Regions from separate parts of the Sus scrofa genome. Here region 2 is linked to region 1. The links are chromatin contacts, called in public Hi-C maps. All regions are on one chromosome and are shown on one strand. The core of a region is the stretch at or near the end of the contact, and the rest is flanking DNA. Distances in the headings are between cores, read along the strand shown. Region 1 overlaps LOC102161912 (a long non-coding RNA gene). Region 2 overlaps FGD2 (FYVE, RhoGEF and PH domain-containing protein 2).

Region 1 (6,824 bases), core at 1,088-3,587:
CTTCAATGAGGCCAGGGGGCTGCATTTCCCCCCGAACTCCCAAATCTTTCCAACCACATGCCCCCAGTTTAATCTTATAAAGGCACTGGGTCCCCTTGTCCAACATTTGCTGCCCTCTGGACCAGCCCATGTTACCCAGCAACCTGACTTCTCACCCTTTCTCACTGAGGGTCGCAGAGTGTCATGGTCAGAGCATGGGCCCTGGGTTTGAATTCTGCCTCCACCACTCAGTGTCAGTGCTTCCTCATCTGTGGACTAGAGATAATAACCATACCTACTTTATATGGGTGTTTTGAAGATAAAATGAATAAAGTATTTAAAATAGTACCAGGTATGTAGTAAGCTCTCAATAAATGTGAGCTATTATTTATGTTGTTGCTATTTACTGCAATGTCCATGGAGGAGGGATTTTTGTTCACCAACCTCATCCAGGTAACTTGAACAGTGTCCAGTACATAGTAGATGCCTAATGAATGTATGTTAATTTATTCATTGTTGTAAATGCTCTGTTCTAACCAAACTCTTCCCTGTAACATACTTTATACCTTCCTACTTCCATGCCTTTGCTCACCCCATTCCCACTTCTTAAAGGGCCTTACCATTCCAATGTAATTCCTCCTACTACTTAAAATTTCCAGCTCCTGCCTCCCCTCCCTTCAGAGGGCCTCCTCCTTCAGGCTCAGAACTTGTACAAAACGAGCACTCAGTAAAGGCTCAGTGGTTTGTGGATGGGTTTTTTTACACTTTGGCTCCAAAACAGAATTTCCTCACTGACTTGGCACTTAATGTTTACTGCCTCCTGGGGTGGCCTCTAAGAAGTAGAGTCCCCAGTTACTATATATGTCCTTTATCTTGTGACATTGAGAGAGAACTTCCCAGGTAAAGGCACCTGAATAACTAGACAGAACTAGACATGTGGTCTCCAAACCACAGTTTCTGGGATTCCTAATTGTTGAGAGACATGGCATCTGTTTGCCCAAGAAACAGGAGCCAGGCAGCTTTGCATTAACAGGCTGCTTTCTGCCCTGGACAGGGCAACAGCTGCCTATAACTTGGCTGTTTATCTGCTAAAAAAAGAAATTCCATGGTGACCAGTTGACTCAAACCAACTCCCAGTGTGAGGCGGTAGTTTCAAAGTCCCTAATGACACCAAATGCTTTCCACCCAGTCCTTAATAAAAAGAAGAAACCAAAAGAAAAGAAAAAAGAAAAGAAACAAGGGCAAAACTTGAACAGGAATTTGCATGAGTCCATATTCTAAACCACCCAGAGTGTTCAATGTCAGATCTGGAATTGGATCTAGAAGGTTGTAGGCCTAATAGCCCCTTCCAAGCAAGCTTGTCTCCTGCAAAGGGCCCTTCCCCAGAGACAGAGCACTCACCACTTCCTGAGAAGGCCCACTGCTTGTCTTCAGAAGCCTGGGGGCAGGCAGAGGACAGGAGACTGACCTTACTGGTGGCACTTACACACCAAGCTGTCCATGAGGCTCCTTGAATAGCATGGTTTCATGTTTTGCTCCACCGCCAACAGACACACACTCATCACATACTAGGCCTTCTCATACATGCATTACATACATGGCTCTCTTTTGATCCTCACATGCAGCCAGGAAGGCAGGCCTAACTAGTTCTGCAATTTTAAGGTGGAGAAACTTAAGCTGAGGAAGATGAACTGTCCCCCGTGCACCACTTGAAAATGTCCCAGCTGGATGGAACCTGGGCCCAGAATCCATTCTCTGAGTCTAGAGCTAAGTGGAATTTAGTGTGGGCCCTTCTTTCCCAGGAGAGTGCCACTGCCTCCTCTCCAATACCACGGCCATGCTTCATGCCTCCCAGTCACTACTATCTATGTGAACTTTGCGCTTTGCCCCTATTGACTCAGAAGTGCTGCCTGATAAAGACGGCATCGCCCAGCTTTATAGTTTCCTCCCAGCCTTTCTGGCGACACCTGAGCTTGCTGCTTCCCTCTTCCCCCACCCCCATCCCCACACTCTCTCACTCATGTACAGTCACCCTCGCACACTCAGAGTCTCACTAGTCACATACACCATACATACATGATCACATACATTCACACATAGACACACATAAGCATTCGTACATTAACACACATACAGTCATCCACCTCTGTGGTGGTTAATGAGTGAGGACTACTTTCTAGGAAATCATGCTTGCTTCTCCTAATGCCCTTTCCTAGCCACTGGAGTTATAGGCTTCTGCCTTATTTCATGTTTAATAAATGAGCAACTCACCCTCTAAGGACCATGGTCCCTAACTTCCTATACTTACAAGCAAACCTGCATGTTCTCTGCATGGAGTTGAGAACTAGCTTTCTTCCCCATGCTGCCACCTTGTGTCCTGAGCCTAGAACTGCAGACTTTGTGCCCAGAGGATACTCACTTGCCTAGGGGGTTCCAGTACCCACGTGGGCTGTTGAGGGAGGTCTACATCCAGCTGACCCTCTCTAAAGATGGGCAATCTGAGGAAATGAAGATACCCTCTTCCTTTACCTGATCGTCATATGCAGTCCATTGGCATGGGAGTTGGGTGGGTGTACCGCTTAGACCGTGTGTGGAAGAACTCTTATGGTGAAGAAGCCAACAATCATCATATAATCATAGGATTGCTGACTTACATCGGTGTCTTTTTCTCTTTTCTTTCTTTCGCTCTTTTTTTCGGGGGGGGGGGTCTTTTTAGGGCCACACCCATGGCATATGGAGGTTCCTAGGCTAGGGGTCGAATTGGAGCTGCGGCTGCTGGCCTGCACCACAGCCACAACAGCACCAGATCTGAGCAACATTTGTGACCTATACCACAGCTCACGGCAACACTGGATCCTTAACCCACTGAGCGAGGCCAGGGATTGAACCTGCATCCTCATGGATACTAGTCGGATTTGTTTCCTCTACACCACTGTGGGAACTCCTTGACATCCTTCGAATCATCCTGATAGTGGATTTGGCTAAACCTTGGTGAGGAAGGTGTGATAGCAGATAACTTTGTGACATCTGACACTAACCCAAGAGCTGCCCTTTGCTCCTTGCCTAGGGCCTTGAAAGTCTGCCTGTGGCCTCTGGCCTAGAGCTTGAGCTATAGACATAGGTGTGACTGGCTCTCCCCTTGACCTCATTTACCCGACTCAAGGACACTTCCAGGCCTCTGCCTTTGGTGAGGCAGCCCAGGAGGTATGCCCCCTTTCCTCCTTGAGCCCATAGCCAATGTGTTTCAGGCAGTGATTTCATCTCATCTCTTATTTTACTCGATTTTATTTTTGGCCCTCTGATGCAGTGCGATGAATCAATCCTACACCCCAGATGATGGCTCACAGTCATCACTAGTCCTGGCAAGTCCATTCTTGTTTTATGTATTCCCCTTTACCCTGTGGATCACTGCCATCCCCCTACCCCACAGGCAGCCATTCTAGTGTATCCTTTTATCTATATGTATTCTAAGTGCAGGGTTTTTAGGCATGTGTTGCTATACACCATTGCCTAGTGCCTTATTCTTTCATTACCATTTTCCTAGTAGTGTTATTTAATGTGTTTGGGAAAGGGTTAATGTATACCTGTCAAAGAGTGCAGGTGCCCTAAGTGTTCACTGAGACTCTGCATTAGTGATTATGGAAGTGACTGCACTTTTTCACTGAGTTGTGTTTCCTAGAACATAACCTCAGGATTGTGGCCCATGGGTGACCCGACTGGGCAAGGCTGCCTTTGTTCTCTAACCTGAAGATAGTAATAGCACCTACCCTCTGAGGGTTGCTGTGATTAAATCGTTAACAAGGTGAACAGTGCTGGGCACCTATGAAACTTTCATTAAAGATTATTGGTGGGTTTTTTTCCCATTTAAACCATATACTAGCCCTATAAAATAGTATATTAATTCCATTTTACAGATGACAAGACCAAGGCCTAAGGAGCCATGGAAGATGCTCACGCTTGCGTAACAGTATTGCCCGGAGCCAAATCCAGGTCTCCAGACTCTGAATGCTGTGCTCTCCCGCTAGAAACAGCCATAGAACTCGATCCCAAGGCGCAACCTGGAGATATTGTGAAGAACCTTCTTGATGTTGCTCTGAGCAATGAAAGACGACCCAGTGGCCACTGCAGAGACAACTCCTGGCCCTGGCAGTCTTCATTCTTCATTGGCATCATTTTCCCATACTGCGGCCTTCACACCCACTGGCCCTCCCTAAGAAATAACCTGCTTCCTCCAGGGGTTTAACAGGTATCCATGTAGCCTCTGAATGAATGTGAATCCCAATGCCAAGGCTGTTAAGAGCATATACACACAGCTGAGATGTGCCACAAGCGCTTAGGCCTAAGAAGTCAGGCTTTGGGTTCTAGTTCTGGCTGTGGCATTTCCTCACTCTAGGGTAAGTTAGTTTCCTTCTCTAAGCTTCAGTTTCCACATCTGTGCAGTGGGAATAGTAACTGTTAACAGAGCTGCATGAGGATTAAGATTTGAGACTGCTCCAATCTCAAATACTAACACTTGCCTGACTGCTGTAGCACAAAAGCCTGTTAAAAAGCATGCTCCTACTTTGGATGAATTGTCACCCACTGTATGCATTGAACCTTTTTCCTTTCCCCTCCAGGAAGATGACTGTCTGGACCTGCCATCCTTACAAAAAAACACCTCATTCTTTTTCTGGACTTGCCAAATTCTAGAATGTCAGTGCTGAAAAAGACCTTGCAGGCCATTTGGTCCCAGTGTAACAAACTTGTCTTCAATCATGGGCTGCCTCCGCCTGAAGCAGTGGATAAAGCTGAGTCAGAGCTCAGCTGGCAGACATTTGTTACAGGGTGCAAGGAGAAGGTGCAGGCCACCATGTGAGGTAACATGCCACCTCCAGCCCAGCTGTCCCTGCTCCTGCAGACGGGCTTACCAAGTAAGTGAGGATCCCTTCTCTTCCTTCACCTGACCCTCAGGGCTACTAGATATGACTGCCTGGTTGGCACAGGAGATAAGTGTGTGTGCTACCTGGACCAGCATATGGCAGGGCCTACATCACAAGTGACTATTTACAATCATACAATTAGAGTTCATGAGCTGATGTCCTTATCTTTTTCAAATTCTTTAAAATTATCGTTTTGGAATAAAAATTATACTAATAGGTTTTAAGGAAACAATTTGCCAACAATCCACTTGACCTCTACCTCCATGCATATTTTTAACCTTTGAAATGCACCATGCATATTTGTTACTTTAGGCATTTCTTTTAGAAAAGAATAGAAATATTTGCTGGGAACTACTTTTTTTTTTTTTTTTTTTTTTTGCTTTTTTAGGGCCTCATCTGTGGCATATGGATGCTCCCAGGCTAGGGATTGAATTGGAGCTATAGCTGCTGGCCACAGCTACAGCAGCACAGGATCTGAGCTGTGTCTGTGACCTACACCACAGCTCATGGCAATGCTGGATCCTTAACCCACTGATTGAGGTCAGGGAATCAAACCTGTGTCCCCATGGCTTCGTTACCATGAAGCCATGACAGGAACTCCCAAAAAGCACCCTTTAAAAGTGAGGGAAAAAAAAAAGGAGGACAAAAAAAAAAAAGGGAGTTCCCGTCATGGCTCCGTGGTTAATGAATCCAACTAGGAACCATGAGGTTGCCGGTTTGATCCCTGGCCTTGCTTGTGGGTTAAGGATCCAGCATTGCCATGAGCTGTGGTGGAGGTTGCAGACGTGGCTCGGATCCCACATTGCTGTGACTCTGGTCTAGGCCAGCGGCTATAGCTCTGATTAGACCCCTAGCCTGGGAACCTCCATATGCCACAGGAGCGGCCCTAGAAAAGACCAAAAAAAAAAAAAAAAAAAAGTGAGGGAAGGAGTTCCCGTCGTGGCACAGTGGAAGTGAATCCGACTAGGAACCATAAGGATGCGGGTTCAATCCCTGGCCTCACTCAGTGGGTTAAGGATCTGACATTGCCATGAGCTACAGTGTAGGTTGCAGACAGGGCTTGGATCCTGCATTGCTGTGGCTGTGGTATAGGCTGGCAGCTATAGCTCTGATTCGACCCCTAGCCTAGGAACCTCCATATGCCATGGGTGCGGCCCTAAAAAGCCGGGGGGAAAAAAAAAAAAGAGCGAGGGAAAAGCCCAGAAGGACTTACGTGCCTGCAGACCTTAAGACGGTGCCAACCCAGTATCCTTAGGAAAGCAAAACTCAGGGATCCAAAAACCCTAAGTGAGTTATTTATGCACAGTCTGCCCACTCTTAGGACTCTAGGACTGGGGAGGCTACAGAATACGAACTTCAGTGGGGAATCGTTAAGTACCTGAAGTCATCATGAAGCAAATATGCTATTATAGGCACAGGCTTCCTGCACACATGGAGCCTTGGGGGCAGGTGTCTGAGACTCTTCTGAAGTCCCTCCTGGTCCTGACGAAAGTGCTGGGCTTGGACTCAGTGGCTGTGGGTTTCAAACCTGGCTTAACCTTCCTACTATCTGCATGACCTTGGGGGAGGCACTTCCTCTTTCTGGAATTCAGTTTCCTCTTTTGCAGAGTGGGGCCATGATATCACCTCTCCAACACCCCCAAGTGCAAATGAAGATACTTCCCATTCCAAGCACACATTGTAAAGAAAACAGGATAGAAAAACACAGAAACCAGAAGCTATTGGGTCACTTTCTTCCTTTTTTGTTTTAAGTTCGTTCTCTAATTTTTCTACCATGTCACAGATTACCTTTGAATTAAAAATGAGTAATTAAAGGAGTTGGAGTAGAGCTAATGTGAATAATGATGAGCCTGGCAACTTTTAGGGCTTCCTCTCTGCCAGGCAGCTGTTGAAGCTTTACCTCAGGTTTTGTCCCAACCAGCCTAG
Region 2 (6,824 bases), core at 1,262-3,761, 350 kb before region 1:
CTGCTCTGGTTGAAGTGGGAGGAGCTGGCAGGGAGGGGAGACTGAGCTGGAAGGCCGAGGCCGGGTGGAGTACTCACGTAGCCGCAGGCCCGGCAGTGGTGGCGCCGCCGCGTCAGGGCGTTGAAGGGCTCCTGGCAGCGCATGCACATGGTCACCATCTTGTCTCGGATCCACTGCGGCGCCCGGAGGCCCAGTTCCTTGGACTGCAGCTGTGGGACAAGAGGGTGGGCACCTCAGGACCCCCTCTATCTGCTCCTGGAGGCCCTGGGCTCTCTGCCCAGCTGCCTGGGGCAGGGATTCTGTGTGCTGTGACCTCTACATGAAGCTGACTGAACTGCTAAGGACCACGAAGTTGGTTGCTATGAGCCCTATTTCATACTGAGGCCCAGAGAGGTCAAGGGACTCAGCAAAGACACCCAGCAGGCCAGAGTTCAGAGCTCAGACCTGAAATCAAGTCTTAGACATTCTCCATAACTACCACCCCACCTGCCCTCCACCTTCCCTTTGTCTCATGTTTATTCAGGCCATTTCCAGACCCAAACCTGTGTGTGCATGCGCGCGCGCGCGTGCACGCGCGCGCACGCGCGCACACACACACACACACACACACACACACACACACACCCCACTCCCTGAAGCCAGACTTATACACATAGATGTGAAATCCTCCCTATGGATAGTTGCATATAGAGGCTCCCAAAGAAATTTCTGGCTAATAGGGGAGTCTTTGGCATTGGGTTTCTGAGCAGGGTGAAACTGGGGTGAGTGGGCGTCCCCTGGTCCTTTCAAATCACTCATGGTGGGGGCACATCCTGGCCTCCAAGCTGGCTTGGGCAGAGCAAAGAGGCGGGATCTGTCCTGGGGGAGGCTGGCAGCTCCGGGAGGGAAGGGGTGCCTTCATTTACCTCCTGCTCCTGGGCGTCTCCCTCAGGGCCCTGGGCTGCAGCCTTGAAGGTTTCATTCCGCTTCTCGATTTGGTCAATGGCTGCTTGGCAGGCCTGGGGGGGGGTCAAGGAGGGAGGCAGGGAGGGTGCGCTCATTTGTGCATCCGTCCACACATTCCGCAAACGTTGCTAAAAGCCTACTGGGTACCGGGCACTAGGTTCCAGGGCACATTGGCTTTTTTAAAGGGGGAGAAACTATTAGCCCCAGGTAACAGATGTGAAAACTGAGGTTCAGAGACATTAAGTGACCTGCCCCAGGCCACCAGCTGGGCAGTGAGAGGCACTAAGATGTGAACTCAGATCTGTATCCAAAGTACCAGAGAGCAACTCTGAGGAAGAGCAGGGAGTAGCAGCAGCACACACACACACACACACACACACACACACACACACACACTGCACCCCTCTCTCCCTCAGCTTGGGTAGGGAGTCAGAATCCTAGGGGCCCTGGAGCGTTCTGATACCTGCATCCAGGAGATCATTTCCTCCTGGGACCTGCTCGGAAAGTGAACACACATGTTGAGAAGAGCAGCCCCTCCCTGTGTTCCCGTCTCGCCCAGCCCTCAGCCGCCTGCCTACCGGGCCTGCAGCTCCAGGGTGCGCTGCTTCCCGGACACCAGGAAGGAGTGGGGGAACTCGGCGTCAGTCAGCTCTCGAACCTGCTCAGAAAGGGAGGGAGAGACCTCTCAGCCTCACCACCCCCTCTCCACAGGCACCGTGGGTGAAGGGAGGTGGACTGCATGCCAGGGACAATTCGAATTCAAGAGACAGGGCAGTGAGCTTGTTCAACACCTTCTGGGAGTTCCCAGTGTAGCTTGGTGGTAATGAACCTGACTGGTACCCATGAGGATGCAGATTCAATCCCTGGCCTCACTCAATGGGCTAAGGATCCCGTGCTGCCCTGAGCTGTGACATCGGTCACAGATTCGGCCTGGATCCTGCGTGGCTGCGGTTGGGGTGTAGGCCGGCAGCTGTAGCTCTGATTTTTTGATCCCTAACCTAGAAACTTCTATATGCGGAGGGTGCAGCCCTAAAAAGCAAAACTAAATCAGTAAATAAATAAGGAGCAGAATGAAGATTCAAACTCAGGCTTTTAGTCCCCAAGGGTAAGGGAGGAGCACATCTATTTCGGCCCCACTGCTAGAGCCCTGCAAGCACAGACCTCCCCCAGGCAGTGGAGAGAGAGTCACAAGAGTGGCTAAGACACAGACCCAGAGCCCCAGGGCCCAGCATGGGGGAACTCTGTTGTCACTGAATCCACCTGACCCTTGGGGCCCTCTGCTGGGGCCCTGCCATGAGATAACCAGGCCTTGTTACACCTTCAGGCAGCCCATCCCACCCAGAGAGCATGACTCCAGGCCTAGTCTACCCCTCTCATAGCCCCTCCCTCTAGAAGGGGCCGAAGTGATTTGCACGTGTTACTCTTGACAATGGGGAGGCTCTGAGGGCTTATAAACAGAGAAGCTTCTGTGGAGAGAGGTGTTCCGGGAAAGCAGCTCCAGCCGCTGGGCGAGAAGGTCAAAGGGCTGGGTCTGGGGAAAATGGGACAAACCAGCAGCCCAGAGGCCAGGTAGGAAGTGATACTCAGAATGGTCGAGGCTTGCCCAGGGCCTGCCTGCACCTGGGGAGAGAGACAATATCAGGAAATCTGGCCAGATGCCACAACTGACTGAATAAGGGAGGGGGAGAGGGACTAAAGGGGGAAATCTAAGGTTTGGAGACCACAGCTAGGAAGAAATATGATGCTTTTAATAGAAAATGGGTTTCTGGGAGAGCCCCTGACCTGAGGGGCCACCACGGCAGAGGGGCAAGATGGAGGTTTCTAGAGGACAATTCCCAGAGCCTAGGCTCAACCACCAGACTCTGGATCAGTTCAGGCCCCTGCCAGCCTGTACTGTGTCTTTGTGCTAGTTTTAAAAAGATACTCCTTCCTCAAAACACTTTACTGACATCTGTTGGCAAACTGGCATAATAGTCGGATTTTGTTGAACCAGACGCTTGACTGCCATCTGCTGGACAAGGAGAATGGTAAATATACAATCTACGCGGCCAGCTGTGGGGGAGCTGTGCTCATCTCAAACGAGGCGTGCTCTTGCAGTGCACAACTTGCACAGCTGTCCATGGAGATGCCAAGTATATGTACGTGCTTGCACCCCTTCCTTCTTCTTAGGTTGGCCCTGTGCAGGACAGCACAACTGGACCAAGTCGGACCCTGGGGGAGAACTAGCTGCTGAGAACTAGACCTCCTTGATACTTAGGAAGGCAGAGGCCAGGGGGTCACAGGCCAGTGGGAACTTTCTGGTGGTCAAAGACCAGACCTGCCTCCAAAACCTCAGACTCAGAAACGCAGGTGGGTAAACAGCTTTGCACCTGCTGGGCTCATGCCATCCAGCAGAGGGTGCTGTGCAGCCACCAGAGCACCAGACACGCCCTGCAGGGACCCTGTTCACTGAGACCAGCAGATGCCAGGAACCAGGCACGCACACCGGGTCTGTGAGCCCCCATCATACAGCCTGAGTATCTGACACTCTCAGGCCGTTCTCTCTTTTTCTCTTTCTGTTTTGGTCTATTTCTTGGCTTTTTTATCTGTCGATCTCTGCCTCTTTTTTCTCTGCCAGTCCCCAGACAGTGCTGCCAATCTCCATTTCTCTGTAATTCTCCATAACCTGACTTTCTCAGTCTTACTCATCAAGGCTGCCAGATATACAAGCTTGCACGCACCCTGGCCTCTGAGATATTCTGGCCACTTTAGGAAGGAGAGCTGGATGCTACAGGTGGGAGGGGGGGCTCATCTGCATTCCCAAAAGACCTCAGTGAGCTGAGGTGTGGGGAAAGGGCTGTGACCCCCACCCCCCAGTAGGTCCCCATGTCCCTCCATTAGCCCTCATCCCCCTCAGGTTTGCATCCCACCCCCAGGCCCTTGATTCAGCCCCAAATGCCAGGCAGACTCAGTCAGGAGCAAGGACAAGTACCTCCTGCTGGGGGCTCTCAGGGGCTCAGGGGGTATACGAGGAGGGTGTGTTCTGGCTCCAGTCCTGCCTGCAGCCTCCTCTTGGGGCAGATGCTGGGAGATGGGGTGGCGTTGGGGCAATAGGATAGGGAATGTGGAGACGGAAAAGTACCAAGATGGGCCAGATCTGACCTCTGCTTCTTCAAGCCCCAGCCACCTGCACTTAGGGGTGACCAGAGAGGGGTGGTCAAGAAGGTTCCCACACCATTTCCTCCACTAGAGTTGCAATTCTGCCCTATGCTTTATCCCTCTGGGTTGAAGCCTCAGTAGGAAATCGTATACAGTACGGTGCTTGAGGATAGAGGCTCTGGAATCTCTTACACCTGAGTTTGAGCATGTAAACCAGGATTTGCTGTGTGACCCCAGCAGGTTACTTAACATTCTGGACCTTGGCTTTTTTAGAAATACATTTTTAGAAGGTTTTAATTTTTTAGATCAGTTTTAGGTTCACAACAAAATTGAGAGGAAGGTACAGAGATTTCTGCGCAGCCCCTGTGCTCACAGATGCACAGTCTTCCCCATTAATGACATTTCCCCGAGTTCCCGTGGTGGCTCAGCAATTAACGAACCTGACTAGGATCCATGAGGTTGCAGGTTCACTCCCTGGCCTCGCTCAGTGGGTTAAGGATCTGGCCTTACTGTGAGCTGTGGTGTAAGTGGCAGACGAAGCTCAGATCTGGTGTTGCTGTGGCTGTAGTGTAGGCTAGCAGCTGTAGCTCCAATTGGACCTCTGGTATGGGAACCTTCATATGCCGCGAGTGCAGCCCTAAAAAGCAAAAATAAATAAATAAATAAATAAAATTCCCCAACAGAATGCTACATTTGTTAGAATCAACAAATCTACCTTGACACATCACTGTTACCCAAAGTTCACAGTCTACATTAGGGTTCACTCTTGGTGCAGTACATCCTGTGGGTTTGGATAAATGGACTCTAGCATTACAGAACCACACAAAGCAGTTTCACTGCCCTTAAAATCCCACCTGTTCCTCCCTCCCTCATCCCTCCCTTCCCTCAACACCTGGGAACCACTTATTGTCTCCATAGTTTTGCCTTTGCCAGAATATCATGTCATTGGAAACATATAGTGTATATACATGGTATGTATGTATGTAGCCTTTTTAGATTGGCTTCTTTCACTTAGTAATATGCATTTAAGTTTCCTCCATGTCTTTTTATGACCTAATAACTCTCTCTTTTTTTTCTTGGGTTGCCCCCCGACCCCCCGCCTTGACATACATAAGTTCTGGGGCCAGGGATCAAACCCTCAACACAGCCGTGATCCAAGACAACACTGGATCCTTAAATTGCTGTACCATAAGGGCACTCCCAATAGCTTATTTCTTTTGATCACTGAGTAATATCTCGTTGTTTGGACGTATCACTTTATGGCCCTATTTTTAAAAATGGGATTAACTGCAGATATATTCACACACTGGCAAAACGTACACAGTTTTTCACTGTAGTCTCATCTGCAGACACTGACAACTGAGAACAATCTAAATATTCGTCAGGAGAGGACTGGCTGGACAAATTGGTACATCCACACACTGATACTATGCAGCCATGCAAAAGGACAGGGATGCCTCTAAGGCACAGAGTGCAACCATCTCCAGAATTTACCGTTAGTTAAAAAAGGCAAGTGCAGGATATCCTACTGTGGTGCAATGAGATCCACAGAGTCTCTGCAGCACCGGGATGCAGGTTCGATCCCCTGCCTAGCACAGCGGGTTAAAGGATCCAGTGTTCCTGCAGCTAGGGTGTGGGTTGCAACTGAAGCTTGGATTTGATCCCTGGCCTGGGAACTCCATATGCCAAGGGGCAGCCGAAAAGGAAAAAAAAAGGGCAAGTGCAGAATAGTATGTAGAAAATAGTCTCATTGTTTATGTGAAACAAAAGTAAGGAAACCATAATGAATATATTATTAGTTTGTAAATGCAAAGACTACCTCTGGCAGTCCTCATAAGAAACAAAGGCTGGCCATCATCAAAAAGTCTACAAACAAGAGTTCCTGGAGTTCCTGTCGTGGCTCAGTGGTTAACGAATCCGACTAGGAACTATGAGGTTGTGGGTTCGATCCCTGACCTTACTCAGTGGGTTAAGGATCCAGCGTTGCCATGAGCTGTGGTGTAGGTCGCGGCCATGGCTTGGATCCTGTGTTGCTGTGGCTCTGGTATAGGCCGGCGGCTACAGCTCCGATTAGACCCCTAGCCTGGGAACCTCCATATGCCGTAGGACATAGGAGCAGCCCCAGAAAAGGCAAAAAGACAAAAAAAAAAAAAAAAAAAAAAAAAAAAAAGAGTTCCTGGTGAGGTGCAGTGGGTTAAGAATCCAACTGCAGCAGCTTGGGTTGATCCCCCTGCAGCTCAGATTCAATCCCTGGCCCAGGAATTTCCATATGCCACAGGTGTAGCCAGAAAAAGAAAGTCTACAACCAACAAACGCTGGAGAGGGTGTGGAGAAAAGGGAACCCTCCTATACTGTTGGTGGGAATGTAAACTGGTACAACCAATATGAAGAACAGGATGGAGGTTCCTTAAAAAACTAAATATAGAGGTTTCCGCTGTGGCACAGTGGAAAAGAATTTGACTAGGAACCATGAGGTTTCAGGTTTGAGTCCTGGCCTCACTCAGTGGGTTAAGGATCTGGCATTGCCATGAGCTGTGATGTAGGTCACAGCCATGGCTTGGATCCTGCGTTGCTGTGGCTCTGGCATAGGCTGGTGGCTGTAGCTCTGATTGGACTCCTAGCTTGGGAACCTCCATGTGCTGCAGGTGTAGCCCTAAAAAGCAAAAAACAAAAAGAAAAACAAAACAAAAAACTAAATGTAGAACTGTCATATGACCCAGCAACCCCACTCCAGGACATCT

What was found. Hi-C and Micro-C count contacts between places; a contact is called where the count stands out from the background.
Region 2: a Hi-C map of liver shows a contact between it and region 1, with 2.9 times the contacts expected there. The contact joins two enhancer-like sites. A contact is called at or near these places in 1 of 47 Hi-C or Micro-C datasets (liver) and 1 of 2 datasets of contacts at active chromatin or transcription factors (alveolar macrophages).

The regions. Positions count from the first base shown.
Region 1 is chr7:32,308,889-32,315,712 of Sscrofa11.1, reverse strand. It overlaps LOC102161912 (a long non-coding RNA gene), which reads left to right. Exons shown (of 4, transcript XR_304410.3): 2 at 3,894-4,225; 3 at 4,596-4,889. Among named protein-coding and RNA genes, the nearest start is that of SRSF3, 23 kb to the right of the region's middle. Within about 2 kb of position 2,337, at least 25 of the 83 cell types and tissues checked have an H3K27ac peak or open chromatin away from gene starts, as enhancers often do. A contact at or near this core is called in alveolar macrophages and liver, where this site is marked.
Region 2 is chr7:32,661,893-32,668,716 of Sscrofa11.1, reverse strand. FGD2 (FYVE, RhoGEF and PH domain-containing protein 2) reads right to left here. Exons shown (of 13, transcript XM_021098655.1): 7 at 1,524-1,603; 8 at 1,409-1,439; 9 at 906-998; 10 at 78-209. Among named protein-coding and RNA genes, the nearest start is that of FGD2, 17 kb to the right of the region's middle. Within about 2 kb of position 2,511, at least 31 of the 83 cell types and tissues checked have an H3K27ac peak or open chromatin away from gene starts, as enhancers often do. A contact at or near this core is called in alveolar macrophages and liver, where this site is marked.